2 separate regions of the Hordeum vulgare genome follow, and region 2 is linked to region 1. The links are chromatin contacts, called in public Hi-C maps. All regions are on one chromosome and are shown on one strand. Each heading gives the region's core, a stretch centred on a gene start, on an enhancer-like site or on the middle of the called end of the contact. The rest is flanking DNA. Distances are from core to core; before and after follow the strand shown. Region 1 has its middle 170 kb from the start of LOC123443604. Region 2 overlaps LOC123443604 (ERI1 exoribonuclease 2-like).

Region 1 (7,781 bases), core at 1,534-4,033:
GTTGACATTATGTCCAACAATTCATCTCCCAACAACAAATTTAATAGAATCATGGATCACTAGGAAATGAGCTCACAAGATGGCTAGTTGGACACAATTTCACACATAGTGAAAATGGCAGTTTTTATCATAGCAGTTTTATCATGAAGGCATACTGGCAGCAAGAAAAACATATGCTATAGGTCATATAATGGCATGAATTTACCACATGGTAGTAGGCATGATTCACTTCATTTCCTTCCATTTTAGCAATGTGTAATTAAGGACACATTCATAGCTAGCATCAACACAACATGGCATTCTGAAATAATTAGATTCTCACACTTAGAATTATTTTCACCCTACAAACAGCAACATTTTCATGGCATGTTCACATGATGAAATCTACAGCTAAGCATAACATACATGGCATGGGAAACCTACTAATAGCAACTAGACATAGCATACTACAAATCACTCCATTGCACACACTCAAAAGAGGCATGGTTTGCTTAATTCGAGCTTCGCAAAATGCAACTTTGCGAAAACTGTGGCGATCGGTTTTTCAGAAAATAAATTCCAGAAAATAGGTCTTTGTGTTCACCAGCCCCATGATTGTTGTTAGCTCGTAGACACTCACTTGATACAACATATCCAAACAAAATACAAAATCTGGGTTAGAAGACCATAAGGTCTACGGGTTTGGACAAAAATCTGAGGTTGACGGCAGAAGCGACTCGAGGAATTCTCCAGTGTCCATGGGACTCCATTCCCGCAGGAACAGATGACCTGGATAAATTCCTATCTCACAAGGCTGCTATCCTGGGCTCCTAGGTTCCGGGGTTGACGGCATCGTGCTCCTCTCCGAACGCAATCTGGCCAATACAATACCCACGGACAAGCTAGTGAGTACTTTGAATGTACTCGCCAACATCAAGAAAACAAATAAGTTAAAGCAGGTGAGATGCATGCATAATCCACCTAATAACTCTAACATGCCATTAGAATTTAATTCATGGATGCAATTATGCAGATCAGCAATTCGCCACCAATGTTGTATAAACAAGCAAGGAAGGTAATAATAAATAAATAAGAACATGTGTGCCACAGTCGGGCCTCGGACCGATACCACCTAAAGGGCTCACATGCAAGTAATAACAGCTGCCATAGTCGGGCGTCTAAGCGACACCATAGAAAGGGCTTAGAAGAAATAATAATAAGCATGCCTCAGTTGGGCGTCCGAGTGACACCACAGAGAGGGCTTATAAGAAATAATAATAAGCATGCCTTAGTCGGGCGTCTGAGCGACACCACAGAAAGAGCTTATAAGAAATAATAAAAAGCATGCCTCAGTCGGGCGTCTGAGCGACACCACTGAAAAAAGCTTAAAATAATAATAAATATTGAATATTCAGGAGGTAGAACTGTCAGAGGGATATCCAACAATCATAATCATAGGGGTTAGTCCAAAGTAATAATAATAATAGTATGATCATCCACCACATTTCCTGATTAGTCTCATGATTTCTTTAACTTCCTCCGAAGACTGACACTCAGACCGACACTTGACTAGTCAACCAGTCGTCCTTGACCATGGACACGGCTAGTCGAATAGTTTTGACTTTGCAGAGGGTGTACCCTTTATCCACACCCCACGGGTTTCAATAGCCACTCGGACTAATCCAGCGTATGGTATTTTCGATGTAAACACTCAGAACCAGTACACACCCATTTTTACCCTCGCGAAGCCCGGCTTCACCCGGACTACGCTGCCAGGGAAAAACCATAAGACGGGGAGGCTCCGACCTCGACTAGCATGGGATCAAATTTATATTGCGCACTATAAGGGGATAGCTCTTCCCTCTCGGTCCAAGACCGGAAACACCCATGCCTCCTGACCAGATGACTGGATTAAGTCTAGGGCCATGGATACCTTCATCCCGGCCTCTCTACTTGGTGTGTACCTGGTAATAGGTTTACGACCTACTAGACTGTATTCCCTATCGAAAAGACATGCGGTAGGACGAAGGTAAGGTGACACACAGACAAGACTCAATCTACGGTCGACCTAGGAAGATTAATATTTTCCTACAAGGGTTAGTACTACACAATCTTGCTGACGGAATTATCTCAGGGTTACTACCATCACACCCCGACATGCTTTCACTGACCACTCTCGTCCAACGAGGTGTCATCCCATGGTCCCATTTCCACCAGACACACCTTACTCCGAGGTTGTCTAGACCAAGATAGCATACGAAGTATGAGGCAGTAACCACTCACCACTTGCCTTCCACAAACTTAGCAACAACAATATCCATCACATGCCCTTATGCAAGGTATTATTTCATGCGAGATTCTTATTAATATAATCTAAAAATCACGCAATAGATGCACCATCACAAACATCACACAAATTTATGCAAATTTGAGTTCAAGATGCTTGCCTTTGGAGTTTGAGGAGGGCGATGTGTACCCCAGAATCTTGAAGTAAGTCTCCTCTCTCCAAAATCTTGTTTTGAAAATATTCTAATTAACACACAATTTAAAAACAGTACATAAAGTTGTCTTAGAAATTTTTTAAATAAATACTAAAATAAACTAGATAAAATTTTAAAGAGGTGAGAAAAAGAATCAACTCATTTGGAGTTTTAATTTAAAAGTTGTGGCCAGCCAAACCTGGGTCAAAGATCTATTTTTTTAAACAAAACGGTTCGACAGGGACTGCGTAAGCGCGAGGGAGAGGCGTACTTGGTGGAAGGAGTCTCCACTTACGCGGGCGGCGGCTCTGTCCTATTGCTGGCACGCGGGGGCCACCGGCAGGTTTGACCTGGGTCAAGCCTGCTTTCTTCCTCCTCGGGCCGAAGGGAGGGAAGGCCTCCGCCGGTGCCCGCCGGCGACTTGGGCCATCTTACGGGCACCTGAGGGTACCATCGCGCTCAGGGATTCACGACGGCTTGCGGGAGGTGCGGCACGACCTCCAGGGGGCTCTGGAGCTCCGGCGACAACGAGGCTGGCGGACGGCGGTGCGGCTAGCAAGGGGGCTTCGCCCCGGGTCCATCCCGAGCCACGCAGAGAGGGGAAAACACACGGGATTCTCGTGCAGTTCGATTCCCGGAAAGAACAGCGTCGGAGGGGGCCCAAGGGTGGCTAATTTATGCCGGGGATGGGGCGGTCGAGGCATACCGGAGCTGGGGAAGACGGCTGCCTCCGGCCAAATCGAGTGAAGGGGGTGGTCTCCTATGGCTTCTACGGTCTAGTGTTGAACTAAAACGGGCTCAAGGTGGGCTATATATAACCAGGGTGTGAGTGCCCGCGGTGGCCGAAGGTAAGATCATCGATGGCAGTATCTACGGCAGCACATGAGAGGCATGGGTGAGCTAGCGGCACAGCAGGGGCAGCAGCGTGTCGGAGCAGCAAGGGGCGATGCAGGGGAGTGGTCCAGGGGCAGCTGGCGTGTTGAGGAGGCTCGGGCGGCACCGGCCATAACAGCGGTAGTGCTGATGTCGGCTAGCCGCCACGGCTGTCGCGCTGTGGCAGCGCTGCGCAGCACAGGCCGGGGCGACCAATGGTCGGGGAGGTTTGACGCGACTCTGCAACAGCTGGCAAGGGGCAAGGGGAACTTGGATGCGGCGTCTCGGTTGTGCGCGTGCTAAACGTGCGCTCTAGGCGTGCCCACAGCATGCACAACGCATGCTCGACAGAATGCCCCTCCTCTCCAACTACGTCCAATGCTCCTCCAAACTTCCAGATATAGGTTTGGGGTTAGGGCACACCTGCTAGACATATTGGATAGGGCATTGGGGCAATTCCACAGTGCATATCAAAGTCCATGTCAAATGTGGCCATGCATCCTAAGTGTTTGATGAAATGCCAGAGGCTCCTAAAGAGATTTTATGCTAACCAAAATCTCCAGATCCTACTATCTTTAGGTGTTAGTCAAAGTGGTAGGGTTAGTGTGACAACCCCAATGCAATTCGTCCCCCTCCTTGTAATCTTTCCTTGTATTGCAACCTTGATATGGTATTAGATGAGGTGTGAGCCCATCATTATGTCTTCATTTCATGTGCATCATGGCATCATCATTTATATTTGGTTTTGTGTTGCACCCTTGGTGATGAAAGTGGAGTGGTATATGAGTGTGGCATGTGATTGTTGTGTTATGGGGACCAACTAATTTTATCTTCTCAAAACCCTTGTGCACCAAAGTCTTGCCAAACCCCTTCTCTCCTCTCTTATTTTTTTTCTTTGATGGAGTTAAAAAAATTCTGTTTTGGGTGAAATAAAATGGTGATCTTTTCCTAAAATCCTTTTGAGAATTGTGGAGGCAACCCCTCTGGTTTTGGATTTATTTTCTTGTTTGTGTTTATTTTAAAACACAGTCTTATTCAAATAAAAGACATTTAAAGTTTGCTCTCCAAAAATGCCCAATTTATTTCTATAAATTGGAGCCTGTTTTTTAGAAGCCCAGAGATAAATTTTTTTTTTTAAAACCCTTTCTCTTTGGCCCATCTAGTATTTCGAAGATGCCTGCCTTGTTTTTTTTCTTGTGCAAAACTTTTACCACAGAGAGAAGGAATGTGGCCTAGTATTGTTAGTTTAGGCCCAGAGCCCACCAACGTGTTCCTCTTCTTCGCTGCGTTCGTCACCTCCTGTACGAACCAGGGGATCACCATTGATACCCTGGAGCTCGATCAGACGGCCATCCCTTCCTCCTCGAGACGTATAAGAGAGATCGTTATGCCTAGGTGTCGTGGTTTTGTCACGGCAGATGTCCTCGTTAAAGGACTTAGAGATGGAGCCGTTGTACCTTGGTGGGGACTCAAAGGGGGTGAGCGAAAGCGAGACTCAGATTTACCCAGGTTCGGCCCCTCGTGAGGAGGTAAAAGCCTACGTCCTGCTTTGTATGGATTAATGGTGGTTTCGATTACAAGGAAGGCGTAACTCGCCTGACCTAGCTCTCGATTCTCTCTAACTCGCCTGACCTTACCCTGGGGCTCGGCTTTATATACAGGTCGAGGCCCTAGGGTTTACAAAGTCCTTCCATCCTACTCTTGGTAGCTTTCCTTATCTCTAAGTCGCCGTGTTCCCCACGATCAGGAGCTTCCTTGACGTTCCATCATCCGCACGATCTTTATGAACCGCCCTATAGCTCGTGGGCCATTGAACGCATAATTGAAGGTGAGTCGCCCCTTTGGTCACCCGGCCCATTAAGGGTGGGTTACCCATAGGTAATATCCCCAACATTAGGCCCCAGATTGTTACGAATTCATTCGTGCGAATAACTCCCATAATCTTGGGGCGACTCTCCCCATTTCCATCCTTCGGCGAATGTTAAGTTGCCATCCATTGTACTTATCCTGAGTCGCCATATAGTATTGAATGGCGTCACCTCATCCCCTTGGTTCCAGGGCCCTCAACACTGTAACCGTCAACAGATCTTTTTCCCATAATTGCTTATCCCAAAAATCTAGGCGCCATCATCGCGGTCTCTAACTTGTCGCCTCGATCTCCGCCCCGACAACCTCATTTTCCGTTCATGCCCTTTAAATAACAAGAGAAATGGGGGGAAAGTGACCCGTCACCAACCTCGTCTTCGTCTTCCCTGCGCACCTTGGCTCCGAGCGCCAACACTCCGACGTCATCTCCAAGCACTAGTGCCCCGGTGTCATCTCCGGCTCCGGGGGCTTTCTCCACCGACCACGACTTTTCGGGCGCCAAGGAACACGAAGCTCTGAGCATTCGTCCCCGACGACGATCTCCTGTTTACAGGTACACATCTTCCCCCACTTAGGGTTAGTCCAAGAACGCCATGACCACAGCCTCTTGCGAACTAGCTTCTTAATGCAATGAACACCTTGAACTGCTTTAGATTCGTCCCCTGCTCCAGTGATTGGCTTTAGGTAGTAACAAGCTTCGGGTACTTAATCATGTCCTCCTGCTAGTTTAACCCACATACTGCTGACCAACACCGTAGTTGTGTTATGTTCATAGTTCATCATCATTACTCTAGGGAATATCTTTCTATTTTAGCCCTTCAGTCTTCATAGCGACTTAGTTTTATTACTATAGCCATGATGCCTTCTCTTCCAGTCTGAAGGGCGAGTTAGAACACCCTTGAAGATATACTCGTAGACCGCCCAAATAATGGGCTACGATGCACGTCAACCGTTTGGCGGGTTAGCAAACTTTTTGTGAACACCGTAGGCCCATACTGGCGGGTTAAAACATACCCTAGTCTTTTACTGAGTCGCCTCATACTCCATTTTTTGTAGTCATGGCCATTACGAGGTGTGATTGGTTGGCAACCAAAGTCGACGATGCCATGCTTGAGAAATTCGTTAAGGCGGGTCTCCTCGACGGTAAGGAAACCAATGGTTGGAGAACCGCCCTGGGAGAGTTGACCCCCATCCCTGCTCCAGGAGAAGTAGTGATCTTCACCGATTACCTTGAGCGTGGGTTTAAGCCGCCGGGGTCAAAGTTTTTCTGGGATGTCCTGCATTTCCTCAACCTCCATCTGCAAGACCTAGGACCCTACTCCATCAGCAATTTATGCGAGTTCCAGGTCTTCTGTAAAGTGTATTTGCATAGAGAACCCATGATCCCCTTGTTCTGGAACTTCTTCCATCTAAACCGCCAGACCGAGTTCCCCAACGATCCCAACCATGAGCTTGGATGAGTTAACATCCAGAGACGCCGCGAACGTGGATTCCCGACAGTTCTTTTGCCCAGCCATCCCAAAGGCTGGGCCGAGTCATGGTTCTACTGCCGAGACACTTCTCCACCAGGCGAGAATCCTCTCCCTGGCTTTAGAGCAGACCGCCTGCCCATGGATTTCAAATTTCCTGACAAGCTCACAGAAGAAGAAGATTCGGAGTTTATCCCACTCTTCTCCGATTTGAAATTCCTAAACAATAACGGGCTCATCGGGATCGACTTGTTCCTCTGCTGGATAGAATGGAATATCCTTCCCTTGAGTCGCCGCGACGGGCTAATGTATGATTACGACGGTACAATAGACCATCCACAGCGCGCCAGTCGCCGCCAGCTCTCAGAGAGCGAAATCGTTGGAGTCATTAAGAAACTGACCGGCGAGTCTCTGGAAGAATGCACCAAGATCGGTCTTAAAGCCTTCTGCCGTGCCAACCCGGTGCCACCAGTAAGAATCTAAGCCTCCGCTTGTCTTGTTTATACTTCACAACTTTTGTGGCTTAAGATTTGCCTCCATCCATCAGAAAACCGATGTGTTTTGGCGGAGGGGCCCCAAAACTATCGCCCCGAAGTCCACCAAGGTGCCAACCAAAAAGAAAAAGACGGCGAGCAAAAATAAAACCGCCACAAAGGATTCGTCTTTTGTTGGCGAATCTCACGCAGACGAGGCACACTCAGAGGTAAGGTTTTCCCTTGTTCCTTATCTATGTGTTCCGACTTAAGTTTACACCATACATCCTTATGTGTAGGGCGACGATGATGAGAGCAAGAATGATGTAGTCGAGGTAATTTCCATTTCTTTCGACTCACCTTCTTCTTCCCCTAGACCAGCCAGGCGGATCTGCAGAAAAGTTCCCATGTCTCACCCTCATGCTTATATGGACCCTAATTTCCTTTTGAAGAAAGCAAGATTTACTCCCTCATGCAAGACCCATAGTCGCTCTGGCGACTTGATCACTGGACTGCACGAGAAGACAACCGGTCGGAAATGCACCAGTGAGGTACATTCTTGTTTTATTATATCTTTTGTCATGTGAAATATGACTCGCCACTTTGTGAATTTCAAGTCTTTGTTCTGTCAGACTTCTCCT
Region 2 (7,781 bases), core at 3,732-6,231, 160 kb after region 1:
CTTCTGGAGCATCGGTGTCGGGCTGTCACATAAGGGGTCACCAACAGTTGTAGCATAGGGTTCTCACGGGGTGCACAGTGATGTAGAGCTAAATACGGTGTCTCTGGAGTCTAAGCAGACACAATTAATGTTTCGTCAGGTGTCGCAGATATGGGACAGGGGCGCGTCCCTTCGGCACTGTTCTCCCCAGATATCGCTCGACACGCGTCGCGCGAACCGACACGTATCAAGTGGTGAGGGGCAGTTGGCTGCTGCGCTGGCACAGGGGCGGGTCGGAATCCTGCCGGGGACGAGCTGCATGGGAGCGTTGCCAACTCTCCCGGCAAGGGCCTTGTCGGGGCTTCGATGGCCTCCCTTTGCAAGAGTCTTGTCGGGGGCCATGTCTTCAGTCTTCTGGGCTTGTGGCCTTGGGTGTCTTTGTGGGCGCACCCCAGGCAGCGATGCAGCTCTCCGGAGAGGTGCTCTTGCATGGGTGGGCGCCGATGGTCTTGTCGGGTAGTTGCCTTGTCGAGACTTTGCATGCCCCCACCCCGATCTTGCCGGGGCTCTTTCCTTCTGGTCATCCTGCCTTCTGATCTACGCGACTTTTTGATGGCTTCGCATGTGCTTCCTGTCGTCTCTGGCAGGCCTCGCCGCGGGATGGCTAATATTTTCCGTGTACAAGTCATGGGCGCTAAAGGCCCATTCTTCAGCGCACCGACAGGAGCACTCGGTCCTAGGCCATACACGCGTGCGAGGCGTTGTTGGGCTAGGCCCAAACAGTGCACGGGCATGCGCGACCGGGACTCGAGGCGTTGTTTGGCTTCCTTTGGCTGCCATGTTCCCGTTACGCGCCCTTGAATGCACGACGTGGGAGACGTGCGCGGGGTGGCTGAGAAACCCGCGCGGTGGCGGGCCCATCATGATTGGTCGTTTCCGCCATGCGTGCTGCATGCATAGCGGGGGCCTAGCAAGTGGCGCCCGGGACTTAAAGTCCTGACTGGGGCAGACAACCGTCGTGCCCCGGATTGGAAGAGCGGGGCGGTCGCATGCTCGCCCGTGATCGTGGGCGAGCGGATTGGTGGAAGTGGGCGGCGTCTCTTGGAGGTGGGGGAGAGCCAGCCTCCGCATTCCCCCTATAAAGCTAGGGGATTGCGAGGGACAATGCTCATCCCTCCTTCAAGAACGCACTCTTCTAGCGCCCACCCTTCTTCTTCGTCTCGAGTTGTGTTTGCTCTCGGACATGGCCAGAGGGAGAGGGTGGCCCCCGTCTTCTGCCTCAATGGCAAGGGGTTCTCGTGATCATGCCACCGCTTCAGCAGCTGATCCAGAGGATGGCCCGAGCACCCATGGTGGGAGAGAGACGAGGGGTTGCGGTCACCGTGGAAGCCGTGGGCGGGGAAGGAGGAGCGCCACTCCATCCCCTCCTCCGGTGCCAGATCATCCTCCCACGGAGACCCATGCGGAAGGGACGGCGCTGGAGTTCATCATGAGGCTGCACGGCCCCATCCGGAGTCGTCTCCGCCTCCCGGGCCCCTTCGCCACGGTGATGGAGGTGGACAAGCCGCCCGTGCTATGGCTGTGGGCGCACGGTTGCTGTAATGGCGCTGTACAGGTAGACGTGAAGTATCCCGAGCATCGCATAGTGCTCCTCGGGTGCGGGTGGAAAAGCTTCGCCCATGCCCACAACCTCTGGGGTGGGCACGTTCTCCGCTTCAAAATGGTGGAGGTCGGCCTGCTCTCCTTCAAGATTTATGGGAGCTCAGGTGTGCGCCTCAGCTGCTGCGAAGAGAGCTCGAGCGGGACCAAAAGTCCTTCCTCGTGCGATAGCGATGAGGAGGACAGTGATGGTAGTGGCAACAGCGACGGATCCGAGCCCGGGAGGTCAAGTCGGAGTACGATGACCTGAGCTCGGACTGACCGTCGGCTGCACCATCACCGTTAGCTCACGCCTCTCCCCTTCTTCGGTGGGGCGGACTCGCCGGTGGATCCGACGCTGCCTCTTCTTCCAGGAGGCTCATGAACCCCGGCTTCGTCATCCCTCCCGGTTGGCTTCTCCTCTGCGCAGTGTTGGTCCACGAGGGGCCAATCTAGACCCCTGCCGCGGGCCTTGTTGCTCTTTTTCTTCTTGTAGACGCCGCCGGCAAAAGACAATGTTATTTTAATTTAGTACGGCGATAGCTATCGATGTAATATATTTGATTATATCATCATGAATGAAAATATATGTCATTTTCCTTGTTTAATTTCTTCCTGCACGATACAAACCCTACGCTACATTGGGCACCTGTCAGTGCACACAGCCTCGCCGCAAGCGCTTCGAGGACGGGTCCTTAGCAGCCTGCTGGAGGCGCCGCTGCCGGCAAGCTACCTTGGCGCGACCGACCTTGCCGGTGCGTACAGCCCCGCCGCGAGCGCTCGAAGGAAACAGGTCTTGGGCAGCCTGCTAGGGTGTAGTTTCCGGCAAGGTGTCATGGCGCAGTTAGTGCAACCGCTTAAGCTGTTGAGAGGACTCGAAACAAAGTAAGGGTGGGACCGACCGTGACAAGGTTCCTTCGCGTGCAGGTTTTTCGTACCGAAAAAGGTTGAAATCTGCCAAGGGAAACAACCGCTTCACTGGGATCTTGCTGGCGCAGCTAGCCCTGCCGCGAGCGCTTTGAGGAACGGATCCTTGGCGGTCTGATGGAGGTGTTGTTGCCGGCAAGGCTCGTTGGCGTATCCAGCGCTGCAGCTTAAGTTGTTGAGCGGGCTCGAAGCAAAGCAAGGGCGCGCTGGATCACGCCAAGTTTCCCTCACGCGCAAGTTTCGGAACCTGGGTGGTTCGTCGACACTTGCCGGAGGTAAGCGTAACGCACAACTACGCACACTAACAAGTATGAAAATCGGCAAGAAATGCGGAATGCTTAACTTTTATTTCGCTGTGCAGAAGGTTTGTGCTTGGCTTTGTGCAAAGGTTTACATGCATTGCTGGCAAGACTTGCGGAAAGGATGGTTGTTGGGAGCCCCGGGCAGCCGTGCTTCATGGGAAGCCGACAAGGATCTTGCCGGCCTGGAGGCGACTAGGGCGATGTCGGGCCTCCTAGGGAGCGACGGCCCCGGCAATGATGCATCGTCTAGTCGGGGCTGCTCAGCCGTGCAACACTCCTAAGAGGCGCGCTTGCTGGAGCGAGCACATGGGGCCTTGTCGTAGCCCCCTGGCACGCCCTCGACAACAGCGCATCACTTCACGAGAGGTGCGCTTGCTGGAGTGGGTGCCAGAGGTCTTGCCGGAGCCCCCGGCACGTGCTCGAAAGCAACGCTGCACCCTCGAGGGAGGTGCGACTGTTGGAGTATGTGGAAGCCTAGGGACCCTGCCTCCTTCGCCCTCGTCCAAGTCGCCGTCGGTCAGCACCGTTGCTGATGCGGTGGTCGCGGACCGATTAGCCGCCATGGCCGCCCTCCTCTTGTGGGTTGTGGCGATGGTGACGATGGTGGAACTGAAGTCCTGACCGCTAGGTTAGGTCAGCACACCTTCTTCTCCCCTACCTGGCGCGCCAGAGATGTCGTGGCAGATCACGAGCACCTATGGGACCTAGAGGCGTCCCTTGTGATTCGGAGGGGGAGACGGGTGCACCAAGAGCAGACCAAACGGCCGACACAAAGGAGACGATTTACCCAGGTTCGAGCCGCTGCAAAAGTGCAATACCCTACTCATGCTTTATGTGTATGTATTCGATGATAGATGATGAACTGCTAGGTATGTCTTGGCTGATTGAGTAGCTATCCTCCCCTTCGTGCATGCCCAAGGCCTCTTTTTATAGGTCTAAGGGGTCACCAACAGTGGCAGCATAGGGTTCTCATAGCATGCAGAGTCAAACAGTGCACCCACGAGATGTAGAGTTGAATACAATGTCTTTGGCGTCTAAGCAGACGCATTTAATGTTTCGTCACGTGTCCGAGAGATGGGACAGGGGCGCGTCCCTTCGACATTGTTCTCACCAGATATCGCTCGACACGCGTCGCGCGAACTGACGCGTATCAAGTGGCGAGGGGCAGCTGGCCGATGCGCTGGCACAGGGGCGAGTCGGGATCCTGTCGGGGACGAGCCGCACGGGAGCGTTGCTAACTCTCCCGGCAAGGGCCTTGTCGGGGCTTCGTTGGCCTCCCTTGGCAAGAGTCCCGCCGGGGGCCATGTCTTCAGTCTTCTGGGCTTGTGGCCTTGGGTGCCTTTGTGGGCGCACCCCAGGTAGCGATGCAGCACTCCGGAGAGGTGCTCTTGCCTGGGTAGGCGTCGAAGGTCTTGTCGGGGTAGTTGCCTTGCCGGGGCTCTACATGTCCCCATCCTGATCTTGCCGGGGTTCTTTCCTTCTTGTCTTCATGCCTGCTGATCTAGGCGATTTTTTGATGGCTTCGCATCTGCTTCCTGTCGTCCCTGGCAGGCCTCGCCGCGGGCATGGCTACTACAGTCCGTGCACAAGTCATGAGTGCTAAAGGTCCATTCTTTAGCGCACCTGACACCGTCACAACACTTCTTGCAACATGATGGTCGTCGCAACACCGGCTCAAGTCATGACGGCCATGGTAGCACGATGGCGTCATCGCTGTACCGTACTTGCAGCATGATGGCCGTCACATCACCACATGACCGCCATGGCAGCACGTCGGCGCTAGAACAACTCCCCTTCTAACATCGTCTTCATGTGTCGCCGGTAGCCGTCGCAGCAGCAACTCTGTCGCTCCCTTTGCAGTATTTCTTCCAGCCGCGATCGGCCTCTCACGCAGCAAACACGATGCCGACGACCTCGCCCCCGCAACTTTGGCAAGCTGCAGCGACAGACCCTTAGCAGCACTAGCTCGCAGCAGCAATTGCGGGCTCGCAAGTTCGTCAGCCCCCTTGTCTCGTAGCAGCGGCAGAGCCGCTTCTCCGGCGAGATGCGAAATGAGAGAGAGGAAGATGAGATGAGACAGTCGTTTGGACAAAAAACGAGTGGATGAGGTGCTTCGGCTAAAGACAAGCAGTTGGTGGCTCTATGAGACGTATGTCGCTCACGCGATGTAGCTGAGGATACGGATGTCACATCCGGCTGTAGTGGATCAGTTTCCGTTTCTTTTTCTTTCCAAAACACCGTCCGCCAGTTAAGCAGATTTGTACAGAATGTGCATCTTGACCAGGCTTTTTCTCTTCTTTTTGCTTGGGCTTACTCAACGAAAAATATTGTGGTGGTTACAGCCTTCTTAGTAGCACCCCAGGTTTGTCTAAAAAAATGTAGCACCCCAGGTCATGGGTTCAACTCTCGCTGGGAGTGAATTTAAATAAGCCTGGGCAAAATCTTCTGGAATAAAGGACTGTAAGGTATTCCCCTACAGTAAATAGTCAAAAAACATTGTATGATAGAAATATGAGAAAATTATATTTTTCGTTTCTCAACTCTTGGCAGAGTCTAGATTTGGTCCCTCATCTTCTAAACCGGACAACTTGTACCCCCAACTACTAAACTCCGAAGGTTCTTGGTTTTCACCCATTTTGGTGCTGACTTTTGCCGGTTTTGACTCAAATTCACGTACTTTTTTCAAATCCATTTATTACTAATTTAAATAAGCCTGGGCAAAATCTTTTGGAATAAAGGACTGTAAGGTATTCCCCTACAGTAAATAGTCAAAAAACATTGTATGATAGAAATATGAGAAAATTATATTTTTCGTTTCTCAACTCTTGGCAGAGTCTAGATTTGGTCCCTCATCTTCTAAACCGGACAACTTGTACCCCCAACTACTAAACTCCGAAGGTTCTTGGTTTTCACCCGTTTTGGTGCTGACTTTTGCCGGTTTTGACTCAAATTCACGTACTTTTTTCAAATCCATTTATTACTATTTTGCAGGTCCGCGTACCATTTTCAAGTTCACGTGATTTTTTCAAATCCGCCTACTTTCTGTAGAAGTTCATAAATTTGAAAAATCACATGGATTTGAAAGTAATACAAGAACTTGAAAAAAGTAGGTGAATTTGAGAAAAATACGTGAACTAAACAAAAATATCTGGATTTGAAAAAATACATGAACATGAAAATGTATGTGGATTTGAAAATAGTGCGGATTTCAAAAAGCTGTGAATTTGAAATCTTTATGGTGAAAAGTACACATATTTGAAAAAATACATGAATCTCAAAAGATTCACGGATTTTAAAAGTATACAAGTACCTAAGTCAGCACCGGTTAAAACCGGGATGAGTCAGCATCAAAACCACTCAAAGCCAGGACCAAGGATGAAGCTGGTCCAGTTTTAGTAGTTGAGGGTGCAAGTTGTCCAGTTTTGAAGCTGAGGGACCAAATCTAGACTTCACCAAGAGTTGAAGGACAAAAAGTATACTTTTCTCAAGAAATATGGTAGAAATAAGAAGAAATATACAAATCTCATTTAGTCTAGGGGCTCCTTTGGTTCATAGTACAACAGAAATATCATAGGAAAAATGAAGACATGTACCGCAATTAAAAGTGATCTCATTTGATGCATACTATAGGAATTTTTCCATCAAGCTAGCCTAATATATTTTCCCTTTGAAACGAGAAGGCTCCAAAAGGCTAAATAGGAATAGGAATCCATTCCTAGAACCAAAAGGCTCCAAAGAAATTTTCCCTTTAAAATTCATGTCCTCTACAGTTCCCGTAAACCAAAGGAGGTCTAGGGCAGTTTCTACAGCTAATACATCATAGATACCTAGAGGTGGATTTTGCAGAAAATAACACCTACAGTTTGTTTGTAAGAATGGTCAATTCAACAGCAAACTGGATGAAGAGAAAAGAGAAAAGTCGGTTGCAACCCTCAAAAGGCAAAAATAATAATCATTCCGGCTACTGGTTCCATCTTCAGATGCGATTCAAGTTCCATATGTAACTTGTTCTTGATTATCAATAGCAAGGCACTAAACACACACAATCCACACTTTCAACATCTACTCACAAAGCACACCTTCTCTACCAGAGTTCCATTTGAGTTAAAAGAAAAAAAACACAAGCATCCACAAACTTCAAGATTATTCGCGGATAAAGCATCCTAAGCAGCATCTCATCCCCACTCTCTTCTATCAACAGAAGTCAGTATGACAGGTTAGACACTACCTAGTCAACTCCCATTGTATTATGAGCAAACTCATATATCATATATATACCAAGGGGGAGGCACTAGTAGCCTCCCCTAGTTAAAGCACCAGCCCTCCGCTCAGGACAGGGCGTCAGTTATATTCAAGACGCCCACGCAAAGTACGTGCATATGGCCCGCCTTGTGACGGTCCAGTTGCCGCATCCATAGAAATGCCTTCCCTGCATCGGACCCGGTTTGCGTACAGTGCTTGGCCTGCTTGGCGCTCCGCAGAAGCAGACCTGTCCAGCGGCCTTGACGGCATATGGGTTAGCATGGAGATGAGGTCCCAGCATCTCCCTTGCCTTATGCTGCTGCAAAAGGGTGAGGTCTGGAGAACGGTCAGGGGATGGGGATGGCTGGCACGTTATTGCCTGCGGAGCAGGTTGCTGCCACATAAGCGAGTTGGTGATGGAGAACTTGAATCCCCGGTGCATCAACAGCGCAAGGAGGCGAGCAGTATTGCGAGCGTCGTCAAGACCACAGTGGGCACGACCCTCCCATGTCAGACCAGCTAACTGAACGGCATCCTTCAAGTTGCACCGGACACCCCCATAGACTTCCTGGAAAGGGACCTTCAAGTTGATCCACCTGATTACAAATTGTGCATATTAGAGTCACAACCAGGATAACTTGTTCTCTCTAAATATACAACATAGGGACTTGACCTCAAAGGCATATATGGACA

What was found. A called contact is a pair of places that touch in the nucleus more often than the background predicts.
Region 2: a Hi-C map of leaf shows a contact between it and region 1, with 2.3 times the contacts expected there. The contact joins two enhancer-like sites. A contact is called at or near these places in 2 of 6 Hi-C or Micro-C datasets (leaf and seedling).

What each region holds. Positions count from the first base shown.
Region 1 is chr3H:243,051,383-243,059,163 of MorexV3_pseudomolecules_assembly, forward strand. No RefSeq gene overlaps it. Among protein-coding and RNA genes, the nearest start is that of LOC123443604, 170 kb to the right of the region's middle. Within about 2 kb of position 2,784, at least 3 of the 3 cell types and tissues checked have open chromatin away from gene starts, as enhancers often do. A contact at or near this core is called in leaf, where this site is marked.
Region 2 is chr3H:243,210,695-243,218,475 of MorexV3_pseudomolecules_assembly, forward strand. LOC123443604 (ERI1 exoribonuclease 2-like) reads right to left here. Exons shown (of 4, transcript XM_045120065.1): 4 at 6,839-7,684. The coding sequence ends at 7,198. Among protein-coding and RNA genes, the nearest start is that of LOC123443604, 11 kb to the right of the region's middle. Within about 2 kb of position 4,982, at least 2 of the 3 cell types and tissues checked have open chromatin away from gene starts, as enhancers often do. A contact at or near this core is called in leaf, where this site is marked.